2 separate regions of the Sus scrofa genome follow, and region 1 is linked to region 2. The links are chromatin contacts, called in public Hi-C maps. All regions are on one chromosome and are shown on one strand. The core of a region is the stretch at or near the end of the contact, and the rest is flanking DNA. Distances in the headings are between cores, read along the strand shown. Region 1 holds the start of WDR36 (WD repeat-containing protein 36). Region 2 holds the start of SLC25A46 (solute carrier family 25 member 46).

Evidence for each region. Hi-C and Micro-C count contacts between places; a contact is called where the count stands out from the background.
Region 1: a Hi-C map of epiblast stem cells shows a contact between it and region 2, with 2.1 times the contacts expected there. The contact joins the promoter of WDR36 here to the promoter of SLC25A46 in region 2. A contact is called at or near these places in 3 of 47 Hi-C or Micro-C datasets (epiblast stem cells, heart right ventricle and liver) and 1 of 2 datasets of contacts at active chromatin or transcription factors (skeletal muscle).

Annotation. Positions count from the first base shown.
Region 1 is chr2:115,832,033-115,838,764 of Sscrofa11.1, reverse strand. It overlaps WDR36 (WD repeat-containing protein 36), which reads right to left and starts at 3,666. Exons shown (of 24, transcript XM_003354239.5): 1 at 3,254-3,666. TSLP (thymic stromal lymphopoietin) reads right to left here and starts at 6,613. Exons shown (of 6, transcript XM_021085155.1): 1 at 6,402-6,613; 2 at 6,054-6,142; 3 at 4,930-5,066; 4 at 4,019-4,063; 5 at 3,254-3,388; 6 at 1,193-1,337. The coding sequence starts at 6,613. The coding sequence ends at 1,230.
Region 2 is chr2:115,527,347-115,534,224 of Sscrofa11.1, reverse strand. It overlaps SLC25A46 (solute carrier family 25 member 46), which reads right to left and starts at 4,563. Exons shown (of 8, transcript XM_013995025.2): 1 at 4,135-4,563; 2 at 1,157-1,199; 3 at 247-304. The coding sequence starts at 4,417.

The sequences.
Region 1 (6,732 bases), core at 2,417-4,916, 310 kb before region 2:
GAGATATAATTTAAAAGGGTGATCAGAAAGCATCCTAGGAGTTCCCGTCGTGGCGCAGTGGTTAACGAATCCGACTAGGAACCATGAGGTTGCGGGTTCGATCCCTGCCGTTGCTCAGTGGGTTAACGATCCCGCGGTTGCCGTGAGCTGTGGTGTAGGTTGCAGACGTGGCTCGGATCCTGCGTTGCTGTGGCTCTGGCGTAGGCTGGTGGCTACAGCTCCGATTGGACCCCTAGCCTGGGAACCTCCATATGCCGCGGGAGCGGCCCAAGAAATAGCAAAAAGACAAAAAAAAAAAAAAGAAAGCATCCTAATGCCCAACATTATGCAATATTCTCTCTATAGGCAGGGCCAAAAGGCATAGTGCAGAAGGAGAGTGGTCAATGGCTCCACAGATGAAGGGAAAGAAATGAAGAAAAATGATGCCCCCTCAGAAAAGTGTGTGTGTGTGAAAACTATTATATTAAAAAGACCATTCATAAGAGATGAGTTTGGAATTATTTTATTAAGAAAAATATAGTGCTGATAACAAAGCAATATGTACATTTTAAAAACTGCTTACAAAATAAATTAAAGGTACATTCCACAACTTTTAAAATATATATCTTTTAGCACTCACAAAAGGCACCTCTTTAGGATTACTTGCATACACAAATCTTGTCTGTTAGATAAGTTTAAAAATTTGGCTTCGAATACTTTGACAATATCTTGCTTGGAAAGTATTTCAAGTTGCTTCATTATGCATTTTTTTGTGCACCCCTATTGCTTTCTCTTTTAACTTTTTTCATATGAAAACAGGAAGTTTTTTTTTTTTTGGTATGAAAACACATGGAAGAAATGTCTGCCTTTTAAACAGGTTTACATGCTATCAAGTTCAACTTTTTTTCTTTTGCAAGGGGAAAAGTTCTCCTCCTCCTACACTTTTAGATTCTTTATTTGAGTAGGGCTTATGTAGTTCCAGCTGAGAATTAACTGCCACAAAGCTGGAGGCCCAGGCAGAAATACTACAAGTCTCCGCCCACAGGTGAGGAAAAGTATTTCACCTACACTATAAACCTACATTAAACAACGAAAGCTTACAAAATTAAGCTAAGAAACCCTTCTGTAAATTAAAAAAAAAAAAAATTACTGGTGGTCTCATAAATGTCACAAAGTTAATGTTCCATCTACCTAATAACGATGATTTACAGTGTTGTGAAATGTGACTTTAATGAAGCTTGATTTGGTTTCTATGAAATGCGACTGAACCGGCGCCATAGTTCTAGCAAGTATGAGACTTGCTCCAGGCACTTATTTGCTTTGACTTCTCTTTTCCTCATTGCCTGGGTATTATTTATCTGTGGAACAGGAGAAGCAATAATCAAAATTAGTTGTCACTGTCTTTGAGTGGCTCTTATTTTATCTTCTTTATGCAAATCTCTCTCTCAGAGTATCCTCCAAGACACCTACACACTGCTTGTGTGCTTTCTCCAGAGGAATGTCCTCCCAGCTCTCCACCCATTACTTCAAGGCCAAGCAGCACCTCCTCCACAAGACCTCTGCTAATTGCTCAGATATTTCTTTTGGAAATTCTTTAAGAGCTTCAGATAGCTTTTACTTAACTTGGCTCTCACAGACATAGTGTTTTCATTATTACATCATGGGTATTCCCCAGAGGACTGAGGACAATGTCATATACACAGGAAACATTGAATATTTATGGAATGAGTAAAAACATGAATTAGTTGATGATTTCACGGATCTCCCTGACAAGATCATAAGTTCCTCAAGAACAGGAGTTATGCCTCTTTACAGATATAATTCAGTAAACCCATTATTTGGATCTGTCCTTCCCAACCTCCTAGATATGCCACAGACACCTGAAAGCTTATTCTGATGAGGAGTCTAAATAGTAAGAAAAAAAAAAAAGATTGCAATAATCTTCTGATGTATTCCTTCACTCAAATTACTCTTGAGTAGGGACTGGGCCACCCAGACATGCAATATTCAGATCAATGAAGTTCACCAGGTTACTAAGCAAAAGGCTTATAATTTAATCTGCTAAATTGTAATTAAATATCACTGGTCTTGGGCTCTCCCTTTGCACTTGTGAGAGGGCTGAAATAAACCCCTCCCGACTCTCCCTTTTTCACACGTTGTGCAGAACTTGATCTTGCCTGTCCTCTGTGCTTTTCTTATATGGATGAATATCACTGTGGCCATTTGCAGATTTGCCAGAGTTCCCTTGATGGAAGACATAGAGCCAAATGGGTTTTTCACATGGCTGCCTGTTATTGAGTCTCCAATTCAAGCTAAACCCAGAACACCACGGCGTCAATCTTCAATCCCGAAAAAACTGACAGCCCCAGGCACCTAGACACTCAGTGTATAGAGGGATAAAGTCCACCACTTAATATGCAAATCTACACTGATTCTTTTTGTCATTTTAAAATTTGTCATCAGGAAGATAAATTCCCTGATTTACTTGCCTGCTGAAATAAATAATTTACTGTTCCAAGTACTTTTACATGTATGGACTCATTTAATCCTCAAAACCACTCTTTACAGGACTTGCAAATATGATTCTCATTTTGCAGATGGAACTGAGCACATAGAGGCTAAGTAATTTATCCAAGTTTTCACAGAAGTTATGGGGCTAGGATTCAAAATCAGACAAGGCTGTCCCCTGACTTACTGTCCCCAGCTTGGCACTACAGTTTCCATTTAAAAGTTACACCTTCATTCAAATGCATGTAATTGCATATGCGAAAGATCCATTTTGTAAAGAGTGAGCAACAGGCAATTAAGCAGACCTGTGGTAGAGATTTAACGTATAATGTAAACTTTAAAGAAAGAAGTATGCAATTATTAAATGATAAGCCTAAGCAATGCTGCTTACACTTTGGAATGGGTAATAATCTCACAAGGAGTTTATACACAGTGACTGTGATTTTCGAGATCTGGGTTGGGTCCCTGGCAATTGCTTTTTGGACAATCACCCTCCCATGCTTGAGTAGCCAGGGCATGCTGATGTCGTAAGCTCACAGATCACACTTTGAAACACTGGCCTAAGGCTTAGGGAACAAGTCTGCAAAAAGAACCCGAACCCTAGACATAGGGGGGTTTGAATCCTGGTGTCAACGTGGGACTAGCCGACAAACTACAGCTTTTACCCGTTCGTTTGCCCTTCGAAAGACAGAATCTGAATAAAAATCACAACTTTTGCCCAGAAGCCCCACTTATTAAAACGCGAGCTTTGGATACATCTGCTTACCTGAATTCCGGAGTAGCCCGAGCACTGGAGTGCGAATGCAGCCTTAGTTCGTTTGGCAAATTCTTCCTTGGCGAGTGAGGTGCAGCCGTGAACGGGTTTGAAGGTAAAGAGTTCGATTTTAGTGAGGCAATCCGGCTGCTCAAAGGCGGCAAAATTTACGAGAAAAGAAGAAAACGCCGAGGGGGGGGTGGGCGAAAAAGGGAAAAAGAGAGAGAGTTGGTGAGACTTGAGTGAATGGGGCAGTGGGGGCGGCGGGGGAGGAACGGGAGACACAGCAAAGGCGATTCGAGGAGGAGGAAAGAGGTCTCGGGTGAGCAAGCTGAGGAAGCAGGGGCGTGGTGAGGTGGCCGAGGGCACTTGAGGAGATGGAACCCGCGCCGCTGCTCGCTCCGCCCACAACTCCAGGCCCAAGGGGCGGCGGCGATCGCTTCCAGCCGAGGCTCACACCCTGGGAGGAGCGCCTCTGACGTAGTTCCCCGGTCCCAGTTCCCAATTTGACGTTCCTCCCGAGCGGGGAGGGCGAGGAGGAGCCTCTCCCGGAATCCTCCTCAGATCCGAGAGACTCCTCACCTTAAATTGGAACAGAACTGGCGTCCGGAGCTGGGCACCGGCACGGAAGTTTCCGGCAGCCCAGTGGTCCCTACTGGGTCGGCGTCGCCAGGGATCCCGGCCCCCGCCTGGGGTTCCACGGACCGCAAGATACTCCCTCCCCGGGACGCCTGGCGTCTCTCTGGAGAAAGCCAGCAGCACTAACCACTTACTCACCCTATCATCACAGTAGACGAATTTGTTAAACTCGATACTTTTCGTCTGGAAGAAAGAATAATAGCATACGGCGGAAGGGTAAAGACTTAAGTTCAGAGGAGAAATCATTTGCCTCTCCTCCTCACTCCGTTGCTTCCAGGTTTTAAAGATGTAGTTTCCCATTCGGTACTTGTTTCCTATGCGACTGTTCTTGATGTTGACATGGTCACGAAACATTTAGTCTTCAGATAGTGCCTACTAGTGTTTGAAACTGGATATCAAATTATCGTATCCTAGAGAGAGATTGTCCTTGCCCACCAAAGTGGACACACCTGTATACAGGGCCACACACGTGACAATGATGCCGTTTTTTGAATACTCACGTCTGCCCTGTAGCTGTTTGTACACTTCGTACATGTACTTTTTATCCAGAAATTAGAATCAGGACAATGTTTACTACTGTATATTAAGAAATCTGAAGTGCCCTTATCCCACAATGGCATCCTAAATATCTCGAACACCAGAAAGAACTGAAGGGCACATTCCTCCGGGTCATCCTCACTGGTTAGGTCTTAGCTCACAAGAATTCCCTCTATTGTTCTTTCTTTCTCAAGCCCTTAATCTGTTTTTTTTTTTTTTTAATTGCACCGGTGAGGAAGATTTAGCAGAGAATAGACAACCTTGATGGATATCATGTGTCGCCTATCAATACCTGCTCCTCATCAGCACCAGCACATTTCATTAGTGTCCCAATTTCTTGGTAGTCATTTTAGAAGCCAGTATGTTTCAACATCACTTGTGGATTTCTTTTTTGACAAAATACTGAACCATGATTATTTTCCAATTATTTCCTTGAAAGTTAAATTGTAGTTGTAGTGTGTGTGCACTTATAAAATTTTATAAAAACATTTAAAAAATATTGCTTCACTTACCCCATTTATATAAGTTTTCAGTTCGTGATGTATGACTTCCTCGAAAATATCTTGAATCCTCTCAAAGTCACAGTCTGTAAAATTGTAGGTTAGCACAAGCCCTATCAGTTGCAAGATGAAGATCTTCCTGAAAAAAACTGAACAAATAATAAGGTATCAGGCAATGCATTTGGAAACCCAATTCCACCCCAGTTTCTCACTCAACTCTTTCCACCAAAGCTGAATTGCCTCTAGAGCTGCAGGGCCTAACTTAGGGGTAGATGCCCAGGCGCCATTCTTTGCTTCTCATTCCCAGTGCACATGAAGCCCATATTCACCCATGTTGTTGCCTTAGGTTGGAGTCTCCCTGATGCTCCAGAGCTTTCTGGCTCCACATATATAACACCTAAACGCCTACGGCTCTTTTCTCCTAGGCCAATGATTTTCCTTGATGTCATTCTCTTCCTTTATAGAATTCTAAATTGATGACATGAAAGAAAAAAAAATAGGGCTAGCCAAATCTATGGAATTTTAACATTAGTAAAATCACCAGGAATTTCCCTCACCTTCCTCCTTTTATCTTTGCCCTATACCCTTGATATGTGTCTGAATGTGCTTTAAGAAAGAGATATATCTTTCTTCTACAGGGCTATTTCTATGACCAAACTCCTTTTTTGAAAACAAAAACAAAAATAAAAACAAACAACACCCTAAACAGTAGCAGCTCTAAAAGGTAGGTACCTCTGCTCTTGATTGCTGTACTCTCTAAGCATTCCTTTGGCCACTTTCTGCTAGTGCTTTTCCTTCTCTGTGGCTACTGAGAAGAAACGCATGTTCTTACTTAATGCAATACTTTGGTGACTGGGTGCAGCCTCAGGCTTGGACTGCACTTGCAGGTAAAGGATTACATATGCAATAATGGACCAGAACCTGAGGGGCAAGGACGATAAGAAATTGAAATGAATAGGAAAAGATCTGGTGGGCCTCACCCTCAAAAAACTAACTTGCCAAAGCACCCTGATCAACTTCGTGAAAGAAATGCTACTCTTAGGTGACTGGGGGGCACCTTAGGAGCTGCTTTTTCCTCTAGCAAGTTCTAGACGTGTCACGAACTTTCAAAGCTACAAATTCCACCGCCCTGTCACCTTCACAGCCCCATTCTTCAGGGCTGCGTTCAGGAGTGGGAACGCCGGACTCCAGGAGCGGGACGACTGCGCCGCGCAGCAGCGGACCGCTGCAGGGTTAGGTGCTGTCCAGCAGGCAGCTCGCCCGGACGCGCGCAGGATTCCTGCGCCCCGCGTGCGTGCGCACAGCCTTAGCCCCACGCTGCGTAACCTCGACAACTTCCATCACCTGCGGCCTGAGCACAGGCACGCGTTTTAGGGGCGGGAGAAGCACTGAGATGGCTGGCTCGGTTTTGTGCTTCCAAACTCCAGAAAAGTGAGTTTAAACACAGCCAAGTGAATCAGGGAGAGCATTTGGTGCCTAGCCGCCTTCGGGGTTCTGGTAGCGCCAATATGAAGTTGAAGAGAAGGAAGACCCAAAGCGACGGCGCTGCTGGGGAATGAACCCCAATCCGGCCCAGGTTGGCCCGCGCCGCCCGGGTTCTCCTGAAACCCAGCTCCCCTCTCAGTCCCCCCACCCCCACCTCCTTGCGTGTCAGAGCCTGCGGAGCCCAGGTCCTTGGGAAGTTCCTAGGAGTCATCGCCTGAGCCGCCGAGGCAGGGCGCCCATGTGAGTCCTAGCAAATGTCACAGGCCACGCGGAGCCTGGGAACAGCAGCAGGGGGTGGCGAGGAAAGCGGGAAAAACGCGGCTTCGGGGT
Region 2 (6,878 bases), core at 3,314-5,813:
GTTTCAGTTTCTGAAATGGCAAATATTGACAGATATAATCCACATAAACAATAGTTCTTTGGAAACCTCAATAATTTTTAAGACTTAAGAGCTTTCAAAGACCAAAAAGTTTGAGAACTGATATATCATACATTTTGGTACATGTCACATAGAATAAGGGTTACATGGTCTCAGCCGTTTCTCTGAGGTCTCTACTTCAAATCAGGGTTAGGATTATTGCTTAGAAAATCACAGAAGTACACTTACCTGACACTGGCGGCGTAGAACAATGCAAGGATGGGCCAGTACATTTTCTGTAAAAAGACTATAAAAAATAATTTATATTTACATCATATTTAACTTACAGCATATGTAATCTGAATTTATTCTTAAAGAACCATGCATTATTTTAATCATGCATTCTTCTTAAGAGTAAAAAAACAAAGAGTTTTCTAATGTCTAGACATGTTTGCAAAGCATTCTATCAATAACAAGATTCAATATGAATAAAACTAAAGCTAGACCTGCAAACTGGTAAGCAAAGGAAGTAACACACAATATTAACACGTACAGCATAAAAATGAAATTACATCTTATATCCCTGATATGGAAAACTTCTTCCCTATACAATTTAAACACCCCTTCCCCTTTCCATTTCTTTCAAGGGTGCTCTATGAACGATGTTTCTATCAGAAGAGCCATCTACTTTTCATGAACCCCATTCTATAAAGTCTGGTTTTGATGTACTCTGCATTTACGTTACAGGGATTTTAATGACTATGTAAGTGAAACCTAGATGCCGTGTTGCTTAATATCTTGTTATAATTTAAATATACTAGAAAAAGTTTCAATGGACAATGATTTTTTTGGAGGGGAAGACAAGATTAGATTGTATTTCATTCTTTGGATAGACACATGGAAGTTCTTATAATATTCCTTGCAAAATTATTTTGTGATTACAAAACTGAATGACTATCCTCCATCCTTACTGAGGAAAAAAAAAATCAAGTTATAGATTTTAAATAATTTTTTTCTGCAAAACATTTTTCAATATTTAATCGACTGCTCCAAAGAATCAACCTAAAGGAAACAATACTAATTATTGAATACTGTAAATTTAAGAAACAACTTAAAATAAAAACTTGAATTAAAAATCTTTAGATGAAACATTAATTACCTTGCAAGTCCAATACCAAATCCAGCAAATCTATTCAACTGTTCTAAAATAAAAGGAATAAGATTACTCATAACCAGTATTTAGGTTTACTGTAAAAACAACAAAAATATTTTCTTCTACTGTGACATTCTTTTAAACTCCCTGTCCCTAAATCAATTTCTGATAGCGGTCAGGGAGTCCATTTAAGGCATGAGGGCTCTTTTGTTGCATGTGGCAAGTTACAAGGTATAGACCTAAAGGCACAACTGCTTTTTAGCTCCAATTCATTGTTACTACATGGGACTCTTAAGTCCAGGGTTTCAAAGCTGTGCTTTTCCTAAAGAGATATTCTCATTTTTATATAGTATCTTCCAATTTTAAAATACTGGCAAGTATTTTTATAAGCGTTAAAATGTTGTGTGGGCCAGATGAAACACATCTGCAGGTAGAATCTAAGGGCTAGGAATTTTCAAATTCTGACTACAAACAATTTAAAATTTTTCCTAGAGAAGGCTCTGACTGTTGCTTTCAAGAGTCGCAAGTAAAAATAAATAAATGAATAAATAAATACCATGAAAATTATTAAATTGAAAGAGCACTTAGGGTCATTGAAATGGGTAAACAAGGCTCTTTTTTCTGTCTCCCAAAGTTTTAAATACTTTGATAGTAGCTACTTAATTAGGTTTCTGTGATAGGCTACTGTAGGTACATATGTGCTACTGATGATGCCATATCTATAGTCATTAGAGTTTACAGCTGGAAAAATTCCTAAAAAACTAAAATAATCTTTTTCTCTGACTAAAAACCTTAAAATCATAAAGGTGATAAATCATAACCATAGGAGACTAGGCAGTAAATTTCAGTAATAATACAATATTCACAAGGGTAATTTTTCTCTCTCATTCTCTTTTCTCCAATCTGTCCCTCTCATCTCTGCTCTTTTGAATGAAGTAAAGCCTTCACTATTTCCTGCCAGAACAAGGCCATGTCAACAGTTTCTAGGGAAACCATTTGGTTCATCCTTGCCCTGAAAAACGTACAAGCTAGACAGAAAGACGCTTCTTTTGCTCAATTAAGATGCTTTCCTCCTTTCAGCTTTTCCCTTTTTTGTGTATAGAGGTCATCCACTAATATTAACAGAAATACGAATGACATTGTCTGGAAGGTTTATTATTGTCAACTGTATAAGTCGCTCAGGCTTTTAAACTCTTTGCAAAGTTACATTCACCAGTCTCTCTCTCCCTCTTTTTTTTTTTTTTTTTTGGTCTTTTTAGGGCAGCACGCCGGGCATATGGAGGTTCCCAGGCTAGGAGTCCAATTGGAGCTGTAGCCGAAGCCTATGCCAGAGCCACAGCAACTCAAGATCCTTAACCCACTGAGCAAGGCCAGGGATGGAACCCGCATCCTCATGGATGCTAGTCGGGTTCGTTAACCCAGCCACCACAAGAGCTCCCACCAGCCTCTTAACTGCTGCAAAAAAGCCACAATACCCTGGTTATTAAGAGCTCCCGGTCACTGTAACCATCAAAGCATAAGTTATGAAAAGATAAAGACATCAGCTTTACTGCCTAAGAAGGTAACTGCAACAATCGTATATGCATTTCAACTTATTTAATTTGTAACTTTCCAGTACTCCTTTTGGGACCAATAGAAAAAAATCAAACTAGAGTGAAAACACTAATTGTATGACACTAAGTCAATGATCCTCCTCCAAATATCTTCGCGGGATAGTATTTAAAGTCTATTCCTCCCAGTAACCCAAATCAAATAAATATTACCGTGCCCACAAGTCAAAATCAAAGAAATAAGAATAAAATTTATATCCAGAATATACATAATATTTAATGATACAATCTATTATTCTAACAATTTCAGGAGAACGAAGAGAGGCAGCAAATTTTTCCATCTTATGAAGACTTTAAGACTGTCTAGATCACACAGTGCTGCAATTAAAACACAGGTCTTCTGACATCCTACAGAGAATAATCGTATCTTAATTCCAAAGTATTATCTTGAAACTACCTGTTTTTTGTTTTGTTTTGTTTTTGCCTTTTCTAGGGCCACTCCCTGCGGCATATGGAGGTTCCCAGGCTAGGGGTCTAATTGGAGCTGTGGCCACCGGCCTACACCACAGCCACAGCAACGCGGATCCGAGCCGCGAATCCTTAACCCACTAAGCAAGGCCAGGGATCGAACACACAACCTCTTGGTGCCTAGTCGGATTAACTACTGCGCCACGACGAGAACTCCTGTTTTTTTCATTCTTTAGTTGAGTTTTTAAATCAGAAAAAGGAAAGCATTAGGTGGGAAAATACAGGGGCAGTTGGGGGATCTAGAACATGGGCACGATTTCTATGATTAAATGGGAAAAGAGAGGTATCCTTTTAGCCTACTCTGTAGTAGGCATAACTCATCCTCATTTTACCTGCCACTTCTAAAACCCTGAGTTATTCTTAGAGACGAGAAAACTGGGGGATTACAAAGGTTAAGAAAGTCTCTCAGCTTTCAAGAAGTAGAGCCAGGTTTGAGCCTAAGAGGGCTTTTCTCTTTCCATAACACAAAGCCACAACTGATTAATTAAATCAAAGGAATACAGCTGTCGGTGAGTTAGGTATAGTTCGCATGATTCTCAACACAGTAAATAATCCGACTTCCTTCTTTCTTGAATCAGACTATGGGTTGTAATACGCCAAAACCCTCCGCAGTTTCTACCACACACCCCACAGCTAAGGCAGGTGTCTTTTTTGGAGACGATCCCGGAGAAAACATTTGTGTGAGCAAGAGGAGACGATCCCGGAGAAAACATTTGTGTGAGCAAGAGGGAGGAGCCCCGCCTGAGAGGCAGAGGACGAAAAGAGGGCAGAGGGTGTGGTGCGCGATAGGCCGAGAGGCCCGGGAGGCGGGACCCTCCAGGCCCGGGAGTTCGGCTTCTGGGCTCTGCGGATTCCCTTACGGCCCCATTACTCCACCAGCCCCTGCTTGTGCCCCATTTCCCTCACCGCTGCTCTGCCCGGGCACGCTACCACCGCTGCCTCCGGGAAAGGGTTCCTCCGCTGGGCCCTCGAGCGGGGTGGAGGGGGCGGGCACGCCGTAGGGCGGGCTCTTCTCGCCCCAGTGCAGGTTGCGGCTACCCGGGATGTCTGGGGGAGTGGTCACCCAGTGGCTCAGGTCAGACGCCGAGCTGAAAGACCTTGCAGGGAAAGCGCCGCCAAAGCCTTGCTCATCCCGGGCACCGCCCCGATAGCCCAAGCCATCGAATCCGTCCGGGCGCCTCGGATGCATCGCAGAGGGGGCAGGATGAGGCGAGCTCACCCGGACCCCACCACCACTGGGGCCACAGCGACCTCGAGGTCCACAGCTTCTTCTCTGCAGCCGCCGCCGCGTCCGAGGAAATTCTGACAACCGGAAGTCACGTTGCAAATCCGGAAGTCCTGGGACCACGTGACCGTAGCCTCTTCCGGCGGCCATTTGATACACGGTTGCTAGGGAGACACGGCCGTAACCCCTAAAACTGCAGTTTTTCGGGAGGAGGTGGAAACAAGACTGTGAGGTTAATGGAACACGGTAACAAGAGATGTTGTAGAGGAACAGGGGTGAAAGGGGTGGCCTGGGTGAGAAGAGGTCGAATAAAAATATTTCCTAGAGGGAGCTAACGGGTGGGTGGAGCTTACTCCAGAAATCAGATCTCAGCTGGAAACGCCCCATGGAATACAAAGGTCCCAGATTTAGGTCTTTTATTTTCTCGCTGGGCTAATACCCGGCCTGCCGTCGAGAAACTATTAGAGATTAGAGTTGCGGATGTTCCTAACGTCATAATGTAGCTTTGCCTGCCATACTTAGCGCTCTGGGTAGAATCGATTGAGAGATCTGGTTTGGCTCAGTGAACCCCAAAATATTGTTGACGGCTAGAGCAAGCCTTAGAAAGGAGGTAGCAGGAGAAAACCCTCCTTTACCTTTTTCTTCCCTGCTCCCCCCTGAGAATAAAAACTACTCTCTGAGATTTAGGAATTAGCATTTTGTTTTTCTAGGGCCACAAAACGACTATAGATAGTTCTCTGTCGTTTTCTTCTGGTGGAGCTAAATCACTCATGGTATTTAAATCCCAAGTGATGTCACTCAAAATCGCAAAATCGAGACTCTAGTTGAAAAATTAAAGTGGCCCCTACTACCTGATCAGCTCCCTAGACCTGATCTAACCTAACATGGGTTCCTTCTATGGCCCTTTTGCCCCATTTGACACCCAGGAATATGAGAACTTTCAGAAAAGAACCCTGACGCACTGTTCGCAAGCTTCCAGAAACGAACCTTTATTTAAGTGATTATCAACTTCGTCTTGAGTCCACTGACATTCTTAGATTGAGTTATAATATGGCTACAGCAAATGTATTGAGTCTTTTCTCTAGTAAGTGTATCTACAATTACTCGAGTACTAGTACCAAATTACTGGGTAATATCAAATTAGTTACTGGGCATGGCAATAAAAATACTTCTGTGTTCCTTGAGAATGATTGGCTCAAGATTGGGACTGGCTCAGGTCCAAAACTTATTGACTTACTGTTTTTTATTATTTTTATTTTTTAAATTTTTTTTCAGAGTTCTTGACCTGATTTTATTTTTGCAACAGAATGCCCAACATAGAACATAATTGCAAATATTCGGCTGTGCAAAAGAGAATAGTGCTTAAGTACAAACAGGAGTGATTTTTAATATTAATTTATTTATTTTTTGTCTTTTTGCCTTTCCTTGGGCCGTTTCTCACCGCATATGAAGGTTCCCAGGCTAAGGGTCTAATCAGAGCTGTAGCTGCCTGCCTATGCCAGAGCCACAGCAACTCGGGATCCGAGCCTCATCTGCAGCCTACACCACAGCTCACAGCAACACCGGATCCTTAACCCACTGAGCAAGGCCAAGGATTGAACCCGCAACCTCATGGTTCCTAGTCGGATTCGTTAACCACCACGCCACGATGGGAACTCCTGGAGTGATTTTTTTAAATAAATACTTAAACACAGGTTGGTCCTACAAGCACCTGGGGTCTAGGTCTGCATTAGTAAAAGAAGGAGAAAAGTGTGTGTGTGCATGTGTACCTTTTGTATTAAAAACAATAGCATCTCACAATTCACATGCGCTGTCAGTGGAGAAAGGATGAATTATTAAAAGGAGAACAACTGGGTAGCCAAATGAGTGGCGGAAACAACAGCCTCACTTCTTCACAACTTCCAAAATGAATTCATATTATTGTTTTTTCTTTAGTTTTTAAAGATTGAATGTTGGAAGAAAATGCTTGGTGAATATTTTTCAAATAGTGAATTGAAAAACTTTCTAAAAGTGACAGCAAGAAAGCATGTCTAAAACCTGGTTTAGAGAGTGGGTCACTGTATTGTAAAGAAGAGCTCCTACCAGTAAGGGAAAGTCATAAAAATATGAGCAAAGAACATGGAGAAGCTTTTATTAACGAAACAAATGCAAATGGATAATAGTTATATGAACAAATATCTACTCTCTAGTAAGGCAAATTTGAATAATAACTGTTTTCATCTATAAAAATGACAATGTTTCAAAGAGAAATGTACATTATTATGAAAAGTGAAAAGAAAGTAGCTCTCATTAATTTCTGGAGTTGTATAAAAATATAACAACTTTCTGGGAGTTCCTGTCGTGGTGCAGTAGTTAACGAATCCGACTAGGAACCATGAGCTTGTGGGTTCGATCCCTGCCCTTGCTCAGTGGGTTAACGATCCAG